3 separate regions of the Sus scrofa genome follow, and all the other regions are linked to region 2. The links are chromatin contacts, called in public HiChIP or PLAC-seq maps. All regions are on one chromosome and are shown on one strand. Each heading gives the region's core, a stretch centred on a gene start, on an enhancer-like site or on the middle of the called end of the contact. The rest is flanking DNA. Distances are from core to core; before and after follow the strand shown.

The links. HiChIP or PLAC-seq counts read pairs in DNA pulled down with a chosen protein or histone mark.
Region 1: a contact with region 2 is called in an H3K27ac HiChIP or PLAC-seq map of alveolar macrophages. The contact joins two enhancer-like sites. A contact is called at or near these places in 2 of 47 Hi-C or Micro-C datasets (both in embryonic fibroblasts) and 1 of 2 datasets of contacts at active chromatin or transcription factors (alveolar macrophages).
Region 3: a contact with region 2 is called in an H3K27ac HiChIP or PLAC-seq map of alveolar macrophages. The contact joins two enhancer-like sites. A contact is called at or near these places in 1 of 47 Hi-C or Micro-C datasets (alveolar macrophages) and 2 of 2 datasets of contacts at active chromatin or transcription factors (alveolar macrophages and skeletal muscle).

Annotation. Positions count from the first base shown.
Region 1 is chr13:109,758,598-109,761,865 of Sscrofa11.1, forward strand. The region is part of intron 7 of TNIK (TRAF2 and NCK-interacting protein kinase); the gene reads right to left. Among named protein-coding and RNA genes, the nearest start is that of SLC2A2, 150 kb to the left of the region's middle. Within about 2 kb of position 1,609, at least 7 of the 83 cell types and tissues checked have an H3K27ac peak or open chromatin away from gene starts, as enhancers often do. A contact at or near this core is called in alveolar macrophages, where this site is marked.
Region 2 is chr13:109,935,638-109,939,106 of Sscrofa11.1, forward strand. The region is part of intron 2 of TNIK (TRAF2 and NCK-interacting protein kinase); the gene reads right to left. Among named protein-coding and RNA genes, the nearest start is that of TNIK, 110 kb to the right of the region's middle. Within about 2 kb of position 1,939, at least 13 of the 83 cell types and tissues checked have an H3K27ac peak or open chromatin away from gene starts, as enhancers often do. A contact at or near this core is called in alveolar macrophages and skeletal muscle, where this site is marked.
Region 3 is chr13:110,126,246-110,129,806 of Sscrofa11.1, forward strand. All of the region lies in intron 5 of LOC106507999 (a long non-coding RNA gene), which reads left to right. Among named protein-coding and RNA genes, the nearest start is that of TNIK, 76 kb to the left of the region's middle. Within about 2 kb of position 2,311, at least 10 of the 83 cell types and tissues checked have an H3K27ac peak or open chromatin away from gene starts, as enhancers often do. A contact at or near this core is called in alveolar macrophages and skeletal muscle, where this site is marked.

The DNA.
Region 1 (3,268 bases), core at 359-2,858, 180 kb before region 2:
ATGGCCTCTGCGCAAGGATGACATGCAAATTCATAAGCATTCCATGTTTTAATGGAGGATAATGTGAGAAAAAGAATGTATTTATCTATGTGTGTGTGTGTGTGTGTGTGTGACTGGGTCACTTTGCTCTATAGTCAAAAACTGACAGAACACTGTAAACCAACTATAATGGAAAAAATAAAAATCACTAAAAAATGAAATGAAAAAATAAATAAAAGAATAAAAATAAAAATAAAGCTTCATGTACTCATGTACAAGTCTTTGTAAGGATATATGCTTTTATTTCTTCTAAGTAAGTACCTAGAAGTGAAATGGCTGAGTCATATAGAAGATGCATATTTATAGTCAATTTTTTTAACATACAGAAACCATAATTTCGTACCATTTAACTAAACGAGATGAGGACAGGGAAGCTCTCGGATGGTGGTGCTCACTGCTATATCTCAGTGCTTAGAGCAGATGATATATTTATTGAAAGAGTGAACAATACATTTTATCTTGTAAGTACACGAACATGTAAAATAGAAACCCTATACCCTACAGTCTTTCTTCGTCTCAGACTGACTTTTATGCTCTTATCAGAAATTTCTAGGCCAAAACCTCCACCTCTACATGTGCAATCTCCAATCTCCATCTAACAACATGCTTCTCCCCCACTCTGTGTCTGTGGCTTAGCAGTTTCTAAACACTGCATAGAAGGGTGACAAGTCAAGAGATGGGAAAACCAGGTTAGGAAACCCCAAAATGATTGGTAAGAAACCATGTACAATTTGGTTCAATGGCCCACAATCCTGATAAAGACTCTCACCCTCCTTTCACTTTAAATATATCTTGCATTTTGTACAAAATTCTGAAGTCTCCCCTGGAACCTCACTCATATTTCAGAGATTCAAGCTAAGTTTCCTTGCAATTTCCATCAAACACAGGTCAAGGACACACAGAAAGGAGATGGAACTGGAAGCAAGCTATGAAATTTACCCTAAGCCATTCCCTAGGACTAAACTCAATATCCTGTGAGTGACACCCAGGCCCGTTCAGTATTTGGACCAAGGTCCATACAACTCAGAGGGGAATTTCAAGGGGATCTAGATTCTTGCCCAAAGTACAACCTACCTTAGAGCAGGTGGCCGGGGAACACACTAACCTCCACTAGGACCCAGGGGGGATTCTTTAATTCACGAGCCCCTTGGCCTGTCCACATGAAAGTTGTAAGTTCAGTCAGGGATAATAATGCATGTGCACAAAAACATAGTCCACAAGATTTCAAGTAATTCTCTGCATAGAATACAACTCAAGAAGGCAATTATCATCCTTTCTCTTTGTTCCATTTCAAGATGTATTCAAAGTTGTCACTGAACACACACACACACACACACACACACACACACACACACACACACACACACACAGAGTTGGTACAGCCCAGCAAGTGGCTGAGTTTTCCTGGCCTTGCTTACTGAGGTTCCTTCTGGAGCTAATGGGGAAAGCCCAGTGCACCATCAAGGTTGCCTCAGGAGCAGCAACTGGTAAAGATGAAAACACAGCTCTGCGGTACCTGCAATGCTATGGTTGATTGACACAGACCATCATTTGGGAACATGATGAAAGCTCTGAGTCACTCACTGTGCTTGAGACATTCAACAGGAAACACAGCAAGTGCAGTCTGAAAATGGTGAGTGTGTTGTTTTGATAAGACTCCAGGTCTTGGAAATTCTCCCAGCTCCTTCCCAACATCTCTAGGAATCGAGTGATTCTGCTGTGTGAACTGAGGTGGCTAGGCTCTAAGCCCCTTCCTGTGCAGTAGGCTCCAAGTTAAACAGCCTACAAGTCTAGGAAGCTGGAGCTGGTTTGAGAGCCAATGCAGCTGAAAGGAAATGATGGAGCTGGTCTGAGAAGGCTCCAGGCCAGTCCTCAGATGGGGAAAGAAAATGCTCAGAAATTCAGGCCAACTCCTGCCTTTGGGTCTTTGCCCCAGGTCTCCCCTCTGCCTGCAGCACTGACCCCACTTACATGCTAGCGTATTTCCTCTTCTCGCTGAAGTCTGTGCTCAAATGCTGGTTCTCAGTGAGGATGACCAAATCTCTCTCCCAGCACTGCACCTCCCCTCCCTTTCCCACATTTTTCCCCCAGAGAACTGATCACCTTCTAACAACTGTGTAATTTACTCATCACTCAATTATTATGGTTTTTGTTTATTGTGTTCCCTGCCCCCAACACACACGAACACACACACACAATTTCCTTGTCCTCTACTTTTAGGTGAGACTGGCTTTGTCTGCCCAGTTTAGTCTTCTCTGATTTCCAAGGGCAGGGAGCTTGGTTTTGTTCACTGGTACACAGTATCAGAAGTTGCCTGGCATACCAGGCACTTAATATTTGATGAATGAATGAACAAATGAAAGATACACAAGAGAAAGGAGCAAAACCTAAGTGTTTTAAGGCCATTAGACTGTCTGTGGATCACTTAGTCCAAACTTTTATTTCACAGGTGAGAGAAAAACGACTTCCCAAGATCACAGAGCAACTCAGCCCCAGATTGTACTCAGGGCCAGGTCTCCTGCTTTCCAGGCTAATTCTTTTACAACTGTCATCACAATGTAAAGAGCTGAGAATTCACTTAAAAAAATACAAAACCCAAAAAACTGGGAGTTCCCACTGTGGCTCAGCAGTAAAGAACCCAACTAATATCCATGAGGACTCGGGTTTGATCCCTAGCCTCGATTAGTGGGTTAAGGATCCAGCATTGCTGTGAGCTGTGGTGTAGGCCAGCAGCTACAGCTCTGATTCGACCCCTAGCCAGGAAACCTCCAAATGCCATAAGTGTGGCCCTAAAAAGCAAAGAAACGAACAAAAAAAGGGGCCCACAAAGTAATTGCTTCAGACTCCTACTTTGTTTACAGATGACTTTAGGTGCCGGTGACTCAAAGGAAAGTGCCAAGATGCAGTGAAGCACACTGCAAACCAGGGTTCCACTTCCTAGAGGGATGGTAAGTAGTCTTTTAAGTTAGATAGACCTGGATTCAAAGCCGGGTTCCTAATTTTACTGCCTCCAGAAGACTGCTCAGAGTTAGCTTTCACACAACAGAGGCAACTGTGACGGGTATGTACACAGGTGCACTGCCTAGCTCAAAATCTGGCACATAATAAGCTCAAGAATATTAATAATTTCCTTGTCCTTTTCTGTTAGGTGAGACTGGCTTTGCCTGCTCAGTTTAGTCTTCTATGATTTCCCTCTATTCGATTGTGGCAAGTACTGTTTGTTGGCTAA
Region 2 (3,469 bases), core at 689-3,188:
TTTCAAAGTTATCATGGAAATCTTAACCTGGCAGTCCAATGGGAGAGACTCTTTGGTCAAAAAGTCTCTCCCCTTTCATTGCAATGACATAAAGACCCTTGGTCTTTAAAAAAAAAAAAAAAAAAAAAAAAAAAAAAAACCCCACAAATTCAGAAACAAGCCTCTTCTCCTCTTCTTCAAAGGCAGAACAAATTTGGATAAAGAAGGACAGATGGATGAGTGGATGAAGGATGGATAAAGAAAGCTATTTAAAAGGCAGATGGGAGTGCTTCTTGGCAGACACTGATCAATAATTCAAGCTATGCCAAGGATATGGATTTCAGGAGCCAAATTTGCCACAACGACACTCCCAACTTAAACATTCCCCATCCACTAATTGGTGCTTGAAGTTTCACGATGAAGTAGACAACTCTTTCTCTGAAATGATACTCAAAATAACTTAGGCGAATGAACAATTTGGGTGACATTAGGTTTAATATTTCTTTTTAAAAAAATTTATTGGCGTATAGTTGACTTACAATGTTGTATTAGTTTCAGGTGTACAGCAAAGTGAATCAGTTATTCATATACATATATCCATTTGTTCTCGGATTCTTTTCCCATATAGGTTGTTACAGAATAGTGAGTAGTTTCCTCTCCAATACAGTAGGTCCTTGTTAGTTATCGGTTTTATATATAGCAGTGTGGATATGTTAATCCCAAACTCCTCATTTATCCCTCCCCCATACGTTTCCCCTTCTGTAACAACCATAAGTTTGATTTTGAAATCTTTGAGTCTGTTTCTGTTTCGTAAATAAGTTCTTTTTATCATCTTTTAGATTCCACTTATAAGTAATATCATATAATTGTCTTTATCTGACTTACTTCACTTAGTATAAGAATCTCTGATTCCATCCATGTTGCTGAAAATGGCATCAATTCCTTTATTTTAATAAACAGGCATTCTTTAAAGGTTGACTGAAAATACATAACGTGACTTTTGCCCACAATTCATTGGCCGTGAACTAGTCATACCACCCCATCACCCCCAGCTGGTGAGAATACGTGAGAACCACCATGTGCCCAGAGTCGGGGGATGAACAGTAGCAATGACTACCACAACACTTGCTCCATCCTTTTGAAACTACTTAAGCCTTGTTCTGCAGAATCTTTGGAATCAACCTGTAGCCTAATGGGCACTGAGATTACTCACACCACATGGTTCCCATTTGCAGGTTTATGGCAGCTATATTTTGTTGCTCCTCCGAGGATCTCTTAAGGTCATGTATCATAATCAGGATTTCTAGTCTTCTTCTTCAATGATCATTCTGACTTTATTTCAGACCCAGTGTATCATCATAACCAAATCGGCTATTTAAAAGTTGTTTGGTGGTTTACTCAAAAGGCGCAAATCAGCTTAAATGCCTCACTCACTTGTTTCAGTAAAATAAAAAGGGCAGCTCCTTTCTCACATGAATCTGCTCAACCAATTTTCAGACTGAGCCTTCGACATGCTTGGTCTCAGCAGAAATCAACATTTCACACTGAGGGTGTTTCCTCCTTCCTCTCTCATTACTCAACTTAGTTCTCAGTCTTTGTCTCTTCCTAGAAATAGTACTATTTTATTTCTCATCTCCTCCAAGCCCCACCCCCCAAAACCCCCTCAAATCAAACCATTCTTCCTTACTGCCTGATTCTTGACTGTTTGCATTTCTCTCTGCACAACTACAGCACAATTTTAATTTTCACTTTGCATTCGCATGTCGTGGAACTTACACATTATGACTCTTCAGCGGGCAGTTTTGGTAACCTCCTCCCCAAACACATTGCTTGACCTTGAGATTACTCTCAAACTCCAAAAGTAGCTCCTTCTTTCAATAAACAACTCTTCTTTATAAGTTATGAAACAGCCATAAGAAAGCTTACTTCTGTGCAGGGGTTTTGTGGTGACAGTGATGGTGGGGGTGTATGTTCATTTCCTTTTTCTCTAATGCAGCAGTTTTTATGGCAGGAACATATTACGGCCATTCAGTACTGAAAACTGTGCAAATTACACCCAATAAAGGAATTACTGATGGCCTCATTTCAGCCAAGTATTAGATGATCAGACCTCCCTTTGTATTTGACACAGCTTGTAATCATAAAAGCCACGGGCTAAATTTTGTGAACATTGCCCCCAAATACAATCATACCAAAATGCCACCAGTTAAACCACTAAGTGTATTTTTCTTAATGATTTTTCACATCAACTTAATGTTGATGTGAAAAAAAATCTTATTTTTTGTAATGTTCTCCTACTTGAAACTATCTCCATTTAATTACAACAAATTTGCTAAGAGAGTTTAGGATTCTTAGCTTTGCCAAATTACCGATTCTATTTCACAGACGAGTATTTAACTCTTGGTATATTTACAACCATAGTTGACATAAGGACTCAACCAATAGAGAAGCTGCTGAGATTAATAACTCATTTATACACACATCATGTAGTTGGGCCCCGGCTCCAACACCATCAACACTTTTCCTAAATTGGTGTTCCCAATCCCTTTATTAGAGAAAATGAATTCATCTCATGGCCAGGAGCAGATAATGAATTCTTTGGTCTCGACTGATATGAATCAACCCTCTTGGGACTGGGAATATGTCTTAATTGTACACTTGTTCTTGAACAAAACTACTGCTTCCATTTGATTTCTTCCCTTTTTAACTTACCCAAATGATTTTCATTCTTACCTCACTCATCAACTTGTCAATTGGCGAACAGGAGCTATTTCCTTTCTTTGTTTGGGATTCTGGCTGCAACCCAGGCAGCATTTTCCAAGTAATTAATGAGCCCTGCAATGTCCTGGCTTGTGACCATCAGCCTCTTGCTTTGTTATATTTCTCACCAGGAGAAGAACTGAATGTAGGAGCAGGCAGTAGGCTGCCGCTTTAATGAAGAGCAAGCTGCTATTTTTAGGTGAACACATCATAAGTTCTTTTACTTTTGCCACAAGGCAAACGTGTGTGTTTATAGTTGTATCTTAGGCTCATGAAGAAACTCCCAGAAGCAGAAGTATTTAAGAGTTAGAGATTTCCAAAGGACTGTCAGGAGCTGAAATGGGGTACACAATCTGGTTGCAGGGGTGGCAGGGGGGATGACGACTTGACCTTTGTTCCCACCTGCTAATCCAGGGTTGCTTTTCCTGCCTCAGCAAAGAGAAAAATACAAGAAGATGCAGTTTTTGGTGAAGGGGAAAAAAGAGGTCAAAAAGTGAAAGGGGCTTTTTTTCCTCAGAGGCAAGGGGATGATATTTTGAGGTTTTCTTCACCACAATCATTCATGTATTCTGTGGCACAGGTTCAGTCCCTGGCCTGGGAACTTCCTCATGCCACAGGTATAGCCAAAAAAGAGGGGGGGAAGAAATGCTTGTAGTGTCTTCTAGGCATCTAGCATTGATCTAGCTGCTAGGATAACATACTCATCAAACAGAATCCTTGACTTCAAAGA
Region 3 (3,561 bases), core at 1,061-3,560, 190 kb after region 2:
TCAGTTCCAATGGGTCTCTGACTGAACTGACACTCTTTATTTTTAAAAAAAATGTATTTACATTTGCCCAATAGATACAGTACAGATACAAAGGAATGCTATGCAACAAAAATAAATGACTGCAGATAACTGTGTAGTGACAAGCAAAGGAGGTTATAAAAAGAGTATAACCCTATTATTATTTTAAAAATAGAATTAAAAAAGACTGGAAAGATGTCTCAGGAGTTAACTCTGGTGGTCAAATTATAGAAAAATTCCCCCCTTTTTTCCTATCCGAGTTTTTGAACTTATTTACAAGTAGGCATATATTGCCTTTAAAGTAAGAAAAGGCAAAATAATTTAATTAAAAAATTTCACTTTAGGAGTTCCCTGGTGGCTCAGCAAGTTAAGGTTCTGGCATTGTTCTTGCAGTGACTCTGCAGCAGCTCAGGTCACTGCTGTGACACAGATTAGATCCCTTGCCCAAGAACTTTCGTGTGCTGAGGGCATGGCCAAAAAAATATTTTTAATTCTAAGAAACATTCTCTTTCACGAAATATGAGTATAAACTATATATAATTTTGTTACCTGCATTTAAGCATTTTCCAAGTTATTAAAAACTTCATAATAATTATTTTATCATATAAACACACCATGCTTCTTTGTCTCATCCCCAATTGTTGGCTCTGTGTATTTACAACTTTTTACTCTTACGAATAATGCTGCAATAAATCTTTTTAATTCATTCGATTTGCCCACAGATTTTATCTTACCCCAGTTGCCTTCATAGGATTGAATTTTCCTTATATTAACATACTGGCATAAACATATTTTTCTTTCTTACTATATACCAGTAAACTGAAACTGATTTTTTCTTTTTTTTAAATACGGACCCTCTCTCACACTAAGATTTTCTAGTAAGACTATTAGGCTTTTGAAATAGCAAGACAATTGTTGGTCACAGATTGGAGCCTTAGGTCATTCAGTCCTGTGTCTATGTACAGGGAGGTAGCTGAGACCCATAGAAGTGGAATGACGTGCAAGGGCACATAGTGAATTAGTGACCAAGGTGGAAAAGCAACTTTATAAATACTGCCCAAGGACTGGGAGCTTTGGAGGATTAGGAAGCAGCAAACAACGATAGGGCAGAAGATAGAGAGTTGCCGGTATAGTGCAGTGGATTAATGATCTGGCTTGTCTCTGTGGAGGCGCAGGTTCGATCCCTGGCCCAGTGCAGTGCGTTAAGGATCTGGCATTGCTGCAGCTGTGGTGTAGGTCCCAGAAAGGGATTTGATCACTGGCCTGGGAACTTCAATATGCCCTGGTGCAGCCAAAAAAGAAAAAAAGAGAGAGAGAGAATGAAAAAAGACTTAGTTCTAGAAGGGGAAGGAATAGCAAGATGGGTAGGAGAGAGGGAAGGAGGTTTGATTAGGGAGGTAAAGAAAACTGAGTTCAAGGATGGCAGTGTAAAAAGAAAAAGTTAACATATAGAGACTTCGATGGAAAGGGTTCTCAACTTTGGTACTATTGGCATTTGGGCCAGATGATTCTTCGTGGTGTGCTATCCTGTGCATTGTAGGATGGTTAGCAGCATCTCTGGCCTCTACCCCCCAACATCCAGTAGCAACTGGGGCCCCCAGTTGTGAGACAACCCAAAATGTCCCCAGACATAGCCAAAAGTCCCCTGGGGCAAAATCACACCAAGCTGAGAAGCATGGCTGTGTGTTATTGTTCTCTGATGCCACTACTGGAGAAACACCTCCCCCATTTCTTATTTTACTGGAAAGGAATCTAAAACATCTCCTGAAAGAGGGAATTGGAAGCAAAACATTCACATGCAGTTTATAGAATGTCCCCAAACAGAAAGGCAAGGAGAGAAAATCATTAAATAAAGCCCATTTTTCTGACAAATAAAATGAGACCGGAAATATAGAATTTGCTTTAGGCACTGGGATGAGTCAGAGAGAAACCAGTAAGAGAAACATGAACTTAGCTTCTGACCTTTAGAAAAGAAGAACAATTTCATCACTAACCCTTCCCCAATTTAATCCTGGATCTTTGTGAGAACAAGGAAGAAAATCTCCACTAGGAAATCTGCTGTGGAAGCTAATGAAATGTCAGGAATTGGAAGTAACAGGCAGAAATTTTTCCTTTCTGTTCTGAAGGACAAAAGCAAAGGGTGGAAAGAGTTAGAGTCTCTGATTCAAAAAAAATAAATAAAAAAAATTAGCCATTGTTAACCAAGCATTATAAAGTGCCTTATATACACACTCTTTCCCTAGAGCCCACATCAGCCCTTGAGTCAGGTCCTATTTTTATCACTTGACAGATGAGAAGCTAAGGGTCAGAAGTTAGGTAACTTGCCCAAGGTCAGTTAGCCAGGTGATGAGATTAAGATTTCAAACCAGGCTTGTCTGATTACCAAGGCAGGGCAGTAAACTGTCAGCACCCCTCCCCTGCCATCAACAGCCTACTCCTATAAGATTGCTACTCAGTCCCACTTCAGGGTGTTTTCTTAAAAAGAAAAAACCATAGTTCACCTCACCATGATCATGGGCAAGAGTACTGGGCACTTCACTGGGCACTTCCTGTAACAAGAGTCTAACCTGGAGGCTCTTTCCCAGGAGTTCACCTGCATCTGAACTGTGTGGGAAGAGCAACAGAATATGTCTCACTAGGTGCTATCAGAGTCCGGTCCCCAGCTGGTACCCATTCTAGTCCTCTGGCTGCCTTTCACAAAACACAAAGCTATCTCCCCAGCTCCAGCCCCGAAGAGCCACAGCTGCCCTGGCCCAGCTGGCCTGCTCTCCTCCTGGCACAAAATGCAGTGATTCCTTCTTTCACAAACACAATTAGAGCATTTCTGTCAGACTTTTTAAAAGACTTTTTTTTTTTTGATGTAAAAAGAATGAAATAATGCCATTTGCAGCAACATGGATGGACCTAGAGATCATCACGCTAAGTGAAATTAAGTCAGACAAGACAAATATGATATGATATCACTTATCTGTAGAATCTTAAAAAAATGATACAAATGAACTTATTTACAAAACAGAAATAGACTCACAGACATAGAAAACAAACTTATGGTTAGGAAAAGGGAAAAGGGGAGGGATAAATTAGGAGTTTGGGATTAGCAGATACATACTACTGTTATATAAATTAGATAAATGTCAAGGACTTACTGTATAGCACAGGGAACTATATTCAATATCTTCTAATAACCTATGATGGAAAGGAATTTGAAAAAGAATAGATATATATGTATAACTCAATCATTTTGCTATATACCTGAAACTAACACAACATTGTAAATCAATGATACTTCAATTAAAAACAAGACTGTATTTTAGATAAGTTTTAGATTCACAGCAAACTTTAGGTGAAGGTACAAAGATTTTCCATAAACCCTCTGCCCCCACATGTTATCAACACTTCCACAAGAGAAGTGCATTGGCTATAATTTATGAACCTACATTGACATGATATAATCACCCAATGTCTGTAGTTCAAATTAGAATTTATTTTTGGGGTTGACTTTTTAATTTCTTAAGAACTTTTGGAATTGTGTTTGGGATTTTT